2 separate regions of the Ovis aries genome follow, and region 1 is linked to region 2. A link is a contact called in public Hi-C data. All regions are on one chromosome and are shown on one strand. Each heading gives the region's core, a stretch centred on a gene start, on an enhancer-like site or on the middle of the called end of the contact. The rest is flanking DNA. Distances are from core to core; before and after follow the strand shown. Region 1 holds the start of BLCAP (BLCAP apoptosis inducing factor). Region 2 holds the start of MROH8 (maestro heat like repeat family member 8).

Region 1 (3,161 bases), core at 419-2,918, 330 kb after region 2:
CATTCCAAGACAAATGAGTGCTTATTACAAAGAGACTTGTGCAAGGATTTAGAAAAATATTTATTTGGTTGTGCCAGCTCTTAGTTGCGGCACGCAGAAATCTGTTTTGCATCACTCGGGACCCTTCCTTGCAGTGCAGGAACTCTAGCGGTACTTGGGCTTCAGTAGTTGCTCTGTGGCACATGGGACTCTTAATTCCACCACCAGGGATGGAGCCCAAATCCCCTGCATTGCAAGGCAGATTCTTAACCGCTGTACTGCCAGGAAAGTCCCTTGTGCAAGGGTTTTCATAGCAGATTTATTCATAGCTCAAAGAGGACATAACCCAGTGTTCATAAACAGAATGGATAAATAAATTATGGCGTGTCCATCCAATGGAATACTATGTTTATATATAAAAAAGCACAAATTGTTGGGAGTCCCCTGGTGCCCTAGTGATTAGGAATCTGGGCTTTTACTGCTGTGGCCTGGGTTCAGTCCCTGATGGGGGAACTGAAATCCTACAAACCGAGTGGCATGGCATAAGAAAAAAAATAATGAGTTGCTGACTCGTGACCATGTAGATTATAGTCATGGAGAGTATGTGGATCGAAAGACTCCAGATGCAAAACAACACATCATGTATGATTCCATTCCCAGGAAGTTCCAGGGCAGGCAAAACTGACCTACAGTTCTAAAAATCAGAATAGTAGTCACCTGGGTCAGAGGAGGGCATAGAGATGGGAGAGGAGCAGGAGGGAATTTTCTGGGGTGCTGGCAAAGGTCCATATCTCAGTCTGGATGGTGATGATGTGGGCAGAAATTCAGCAAGCTATATCTTAAGATTAGAGGATTTTACATACTTTATGTATGTTATATCCCAAGAAAAAGAAAAGATATTCAGAAGGAGGAGGAGGTCCTGCCGTCCATGGGGTGCAGCGTGTGCAGCTGAGCAAGAATCAGAACGTGCATTTTTGGAGGAACGTCACCCTCCAGCGACCCTCTGGGCATTGACAAGGTCCCAGGGGCAAACCTTCTCCCCCTCAGGGCCCAGAAAACAGGTGAAGGTGAGGCAGGGCCTCTAATTCGTAAGGAACTGACTTCCCTTTTTGCACAGGACAGCTGCACCCATCCCCCTCCTGCCCAGCTCCGTTCCAGGTAGCAGAAATGACACCAGAGCTGACCTGAGGGACCTGGAAGGTCTTTCTGCCCTCAAATTTTGCTCAACAGAGCCAATCTGCCCCCTCCCCCAGATACCAAGACTCACCTGTGACTCCCACCCTCTCCTGCTTCACGCCTCCCACATCTTGTCCATTCCTTCACAGTCTCCCCTCAGGCCTTTCCTGGCCTCACTAGCAAAGCCTTGGTCCAGACCACAGTCCTCTCTTTCCTTGACACTGTATTGGCCTCCTAGCAGGTCTCCCTCCCCACCCGCCCCCCGACTTCCCATCTCACCCAGAATCTGCATTCCCCACACAGCAGCTAGGATGACCCTTCTAAGATGGCCTTGTCACTGGTCCTCTTGAGGGGGTGGCCCCCTCTACCCGCCACCACGTCTTCACCTGTCAGTAGCCTCTCCAGTGTCGAAGCCCCAGGTCAATCCACGAAGCCTTCGCATTCAGTCAGCAAACATTTATTGAGCACCTAAAATGTGGCCCAGTCCTGTGCTAGGCATGGAGGATAGAGAAATGAGACAAACGCCCTATGTACACGGTCCGGGGAGGTGGGCAGTTATGCAACGCCCATCTGTGCGCACTTCCTGCATCTGTTAACTCTCACTTGGCTACAGCTGCTTGAGGGCAGGGCTCGTTTTGAGGTCACTTCTTGGTCTCAGAGCACAGGATAGGGCCCGGCAGGAAGGAGGAGGCAGTAACTGGTGAATGAATGGATGGATGGATGAAAAGCCAGGAAAATCTCTGCCCTTTCTCATTTGCCTCCAAGCCTCTGATTTAGCTGGTAACCAGGTCCATGGAAGTTGGTTGGAACTGGATGGCAAATCTGGAGCTAAATGATAACGAATCAGCAAAAGGTTGTTATTTATAGCACAAGCTTTGGGGAACCGATAAGACCTACTTTCCTAGATCATCATTCCACATGACAATAGTGTTTTTTGCAGATCAACATTATTTCCTTATCAAGACAGGAAAGTCAGGAAATTTAACTGGAAGAGAACAATAGTTATTTGCTAAATCACCGAAGAAGCTATGTGATATCAAAAGATTTAAAATGTAGTAAGATGCAAATATATATGAAAACAGAAACAGATTCACAGATGTTGAGAACAAACTCGTGGTTATCAATAAGGAGAGGGAAGAAAGGAGGGGCAAGATAACGATAAGAGATTATAAGACACAAACTACTATGTATAAAAATAAGCAACAAGAGTATATTGTACAGCATGGAGAAATACAGCCATTATTTTGCAATAACCTTAAATGGAATATAATCTATAAAAAGGTTGACTCACTATGCTGCACACCTGAAACTAATATTGTAAATCAACTATACTCTAATTTAAAAAATGTAATAAGAAACACTGTTACCAAGCAGTGAGCTCTGCAGTAGCACAGATTGCAGCCAGAATGCCAGGGTTTTAGTCCCACTCTGCGTTCACTGGCTGTGTGACTGAACAAGTGGCTTAACCTCTCTGTGCCTCGCATTGCCATGGGCGGAGTTGGCGTGATCAAGCCTCATCGCATTTCCCAGGGGTATAATGAGGAAAACTTGAGACTCTGTCCCATGTGTTTGTTCCTGAGAATTCAAGAAGTTCATGCTTAGTTTTGCTCTTTTTCTGTTAAGTGAAGTATATGAAGTGAAAGTCGCTCAGTCATGTCTGACTCTTTGCGACCCCGTGGACTATACAGTCCATGGAATTCTCCAGGCCAGAATACTGGAGTGGGTAGCCTTTCCCTTCTCCAGGGGATCTTCCCAACCCAGGGAAGTCTCGTGCATTGCAAGTAGATTCTTCACCAGCTGAGCCACAGGGAAGCCCCTTTTTCTGTTGACAGTGTCACAAAGTTAGCACTCAAAGCTACCTATTAGTACAAATGGAGTCCCTTGTTCAGCAAGGAGATCAAACCAGTCAATCCTAAAGGAAAACAACCCTGAATACTCGTTGGAAGGACTGTTGCTGAAGTTCCAATACTTTGGCCACCTGATGCAAAGAACCAGCTCACTGGAAA
Region 2 (3,334 bases), core at 72-2,571:
GCTCTATAATTGTGTGCAGTTCAGTATCATCTCCACCAGCCACGTGGGGCCACTGAATGTTTGAAATATGGTTAATACAAATGATAAACTGAATTTTTAATTTTACTTAAATTCAAATTAAAATATCCACATATTTAATGGCTAGTATACCATACAATAGGACACTACCAAACAGAGAAAGAACTGACTCTTCCTTGTTTGGGACAGTAATAGACGGTAATATCCAGGACACTAATGATTGTAAAAGTTATATCGCATTGTGAATACTTTGTGTTCGTAACAGTTAAAAGCAGATTATAGTCAGACTGTCCTGGTTCACATTTTTAAATATCCTTCTCTATAAAATGGAAATATTAATAGTACATATCTCACAGACTGGGGATGAGCAGTGAATGAAACAAAGTACATGGAGCGTTTAGTACCCTGTCTGGCTATCCCGTAAACGCTCCATAATCTTGAATTACCTAATTAATAAATTCTTAGATGAGTCACTTCCATTGGGATTTATATTCTCCTCACACAAAGGTATGCAGATCAGTTAAAAAGTCAGTTATAAGTCAGTTACTAACAACCGAAACAATCTTCAGGGAAAGCTGTCATAATTTTCTTATTAAAAAAAAAAAAGAACAAACCCGCAAACCGCTCAAATGTTGCCGGCCCTTTTCCACCGGACCCTTTCCATTCCTTTAAAATCGGCCGGGTAGCAGAGAGACGACTGAGTGACAGTGCGATCGGCCAATCACAGGAGGCCCCGTCTCGGGCCCACCCCCGAGGTCTCGTCCAACCGCCTGCCGGTGGCTTCCGGAATGGGACGGTTGCGAGGAGGTCGGTTCCAAGTGGGCCGGGGCGCGGGGGGGGGACGCGGACGTGTACGCGAGGGCCGTGGCGCACTGCGCGCTCAGCACCGTGCAGCTGGTGAGAGCGGCCCGGCCCAGCGGAACGGCGGGGACTGACCTGTGCCTGGAGCCCATCCCAGCACACGGGGTCTGCCGCGAGTCCCTGGCGTCCCCTCCGGAGTCCTTTTGGAGCCACCCTCCCGAGCGGAAGTCCGCCTGCGGCTCGGGCCCTGGCGGGACCTGCTCGGAGGAATGGCGCTGCGGGGTGAGGCGTTGTGCAGGGCTCGACAACGGGGTCCCGCGGCCCACACGCCTTGGCGAGTGGGCCGTCGCCCGCGGGAGGCTAGTGCTCGCCATTCGGGGGCCGGCCAGGAGGGGTCCTCTTCCCCTGCGGGGCAGGGGCATGAGCTCGGGCTCTTTGGGGGTCCGGCGTCTGACGGGGGGCTGGCCAGCGGTTGGGACTGCGGGCGAGTGGAGGAGAGGGTGGCGGTGGGTGCGGCGCGGGCTACGGGTCCCCCCGAGACCCAGGCGGGGACTGCAGCCGTGGAGAATCCGCGGTCTGGCTTCACCCATTCATTTGACTCGCGCGCGCTTCCGGGCCAGGTGGCCTAAGAGTGAGCTTTTGGCTAAATCGTCCTTGTTTGAACCATAGTTTCCTGTTCAGTGAAAGGGGTGAGAAAGTCACACCTTTTTGGGAGCTTACGAGCGTGAGTTCTGAATTTAAGATGTCTCCGGGTACAAACTTGCAGTGTGCCACGTTTTCGTAAAGTGACCCCGTGCAAGTTACTTAACTCCTCTGCACCTCAGTTTCTCATCTGTTAAATAGGTTAGTCTCGTAAATTAGAGTTAAATGAGACCATCTCCCTGCATAGTGTAGAACAGTGCGCCGCAATCAGTAAGCACTCAGTAAACTGAACTATATTGCCAGGTATTGAGAGGACACTGCAGGATGCAACCTCGTGTAGTCTCACAGCAACATGGGAAATGGGTACTATTTTATTATTTCCACTTGACAGACGGAATCTCAGAGAAGACAGGTAACTTGCCCAAGGTAACAATGAATAAATCTGTGGGCTCGCTGCTCCATTATTTGACAGGTTGAAGATAATAGAGTTCCTGCAGTTTGATTCTCAACTGGTTAACCTGTCTTAGGGCAGGTAACTATTTCTGAGACTCAGTTTCTTGGTCTGTAAAGTGCGCAGACTTGGGTATTGTGAAGATTTAATGACTAAATGCACACAGAGTTCTTTAGTATTGTGGGGCATACCAGGCACGTGTTAAGTGCTCAGATTACAGTCCCCAAAGATGTATGGTTAATATCCTTGATACGAGGTGGGAAGATCAGGATACTGGCCCAAGTGCTATGTTAGAGAAACTTGCAGTCTAGCTGGGAAAATGCTAGTCACAGTTACTAGATCTTAATGCACTGAGTACATGCACGTATTCAAGGCACTGGGTCAGCATTAGTATCTGGATCCCTCTTTTACATCTTTACACGTATCAGCAATTCTGATTGAGTTCTAGCCAGACTCCAACCAGCTGGTCCCCTGGTTTAGACCACCACCACCATCTTTTTTCTTGAGATGTGGCTGTGGTCTCCTGACTGGTGTCTCTTTTTCTATCCTTGCCCCTCTATAATCTCAGCACAGTATTGTTTGTTCTCAACACAAAGTTCCTGTTAAAATGAAAGTCAGATCACTCCTCTGCTCAAAATTTTCTCACTTAATAAAAGCCAGGGTGCCCATAGGGTCGTCTGGGCTTGACCTTTGCTGTGTCTGTCACCTTGTCCTACTTCTCACCCCTTAATCCTCTCCAGCCATGTTGCCCTGGCTAGTGCAGAAAGTCCTGTCCGCACTCCAGATTCAGGGTCTTTGTACTTGCTTTTCTTCTTGGGATAGTTTCCTCCCGATATCTTCATGACTTGCTCCTTCTTTTCCCTCAGATTTATACATAATATCTATTTCTTAGTTAGGCCTTCAGAGGCTGCCATGTTTAAAGTTTCAGCTCTTCCCAGATATCCCTTATGTTCTTTATTTTTCTCCACAGCACTTTTCACCTTCTAAGATGATGAATAATGTTTCTTAGTTATTTTGTGTCATGTCTTTTCCCACTGGAGTGTAAGTTCCATGAGGTTAGGGGTTTTTGTTCCATTTCGTGTTGTATTAACACCAAAAATAGTTCTTGGTACATAGTTCAGAAACATTGGATGAACGATGATCCACATTGCAGATCTCTTTCTAGTTTTTTTAAAGAGCTTTCACATTCTTTAGGTTATTTAATACACACAAGGGCTTAAGTAGCACGAACACTCAAATCCCTAATGTAGGCATCCCTTCATCAACATTCTACCAAAAATAGTGGAGTGAGAACTCTTTAGATGGACCTGGGTATGAGTCCAAGATTGGCTGTGTCTGGGCTGTTCTGGTTGTCTTTCTTATTTGTAAAATAACTTTCTCAAGGGGTTCTAGTTCAAACTGAAGTAGACGATATAGGCAAAG

Evidence for each region. A called contact is a pair of places that touch in the nucleus more often than the background predicts.
Region 1: a Hi-C map of tail adipose tissue shows a contact between it and region 2, with 6 times the contacts expected there. The contact joins the promoter of BLCAP here to the promoter of MROH8 in region 2. A contact is called at or near these places in 8 of 16 Hi-C or Micro-C datasets (blood, hypothalamus, mesenteric adipose tissue and 4 more).

The regions. Positions count from the first base shown.
Region 1 is chr13:66,454,637-66,457,797 of ARS-UI_Ramb_v3.0, forward strand. BLCAP (BLCAP apoptosis inducing factor) reads right to left here and starts at 1,669. Exons shown (of 6, transcript XR_009596111.1): 1 at 1,542-1,669.
Region 2 is chr13:66,128,699-66,132,032 of ARS-UI_Ramb_v3.0, forward strand. MROH8 (maestro heat like repeat family member 8) reads right to left here and starts at 1,322. Exons shown (of 23, transcript XM_027977174.2): 1 at 955-1,322. The coding sequence starts at 1,241. It overlaps RPN2 (ribophorin II), which reads left to right and starts at 797. Exons shown (of 17, transcript XM_042230365.1): 1 at 797-825. The coding sequence starts at 807.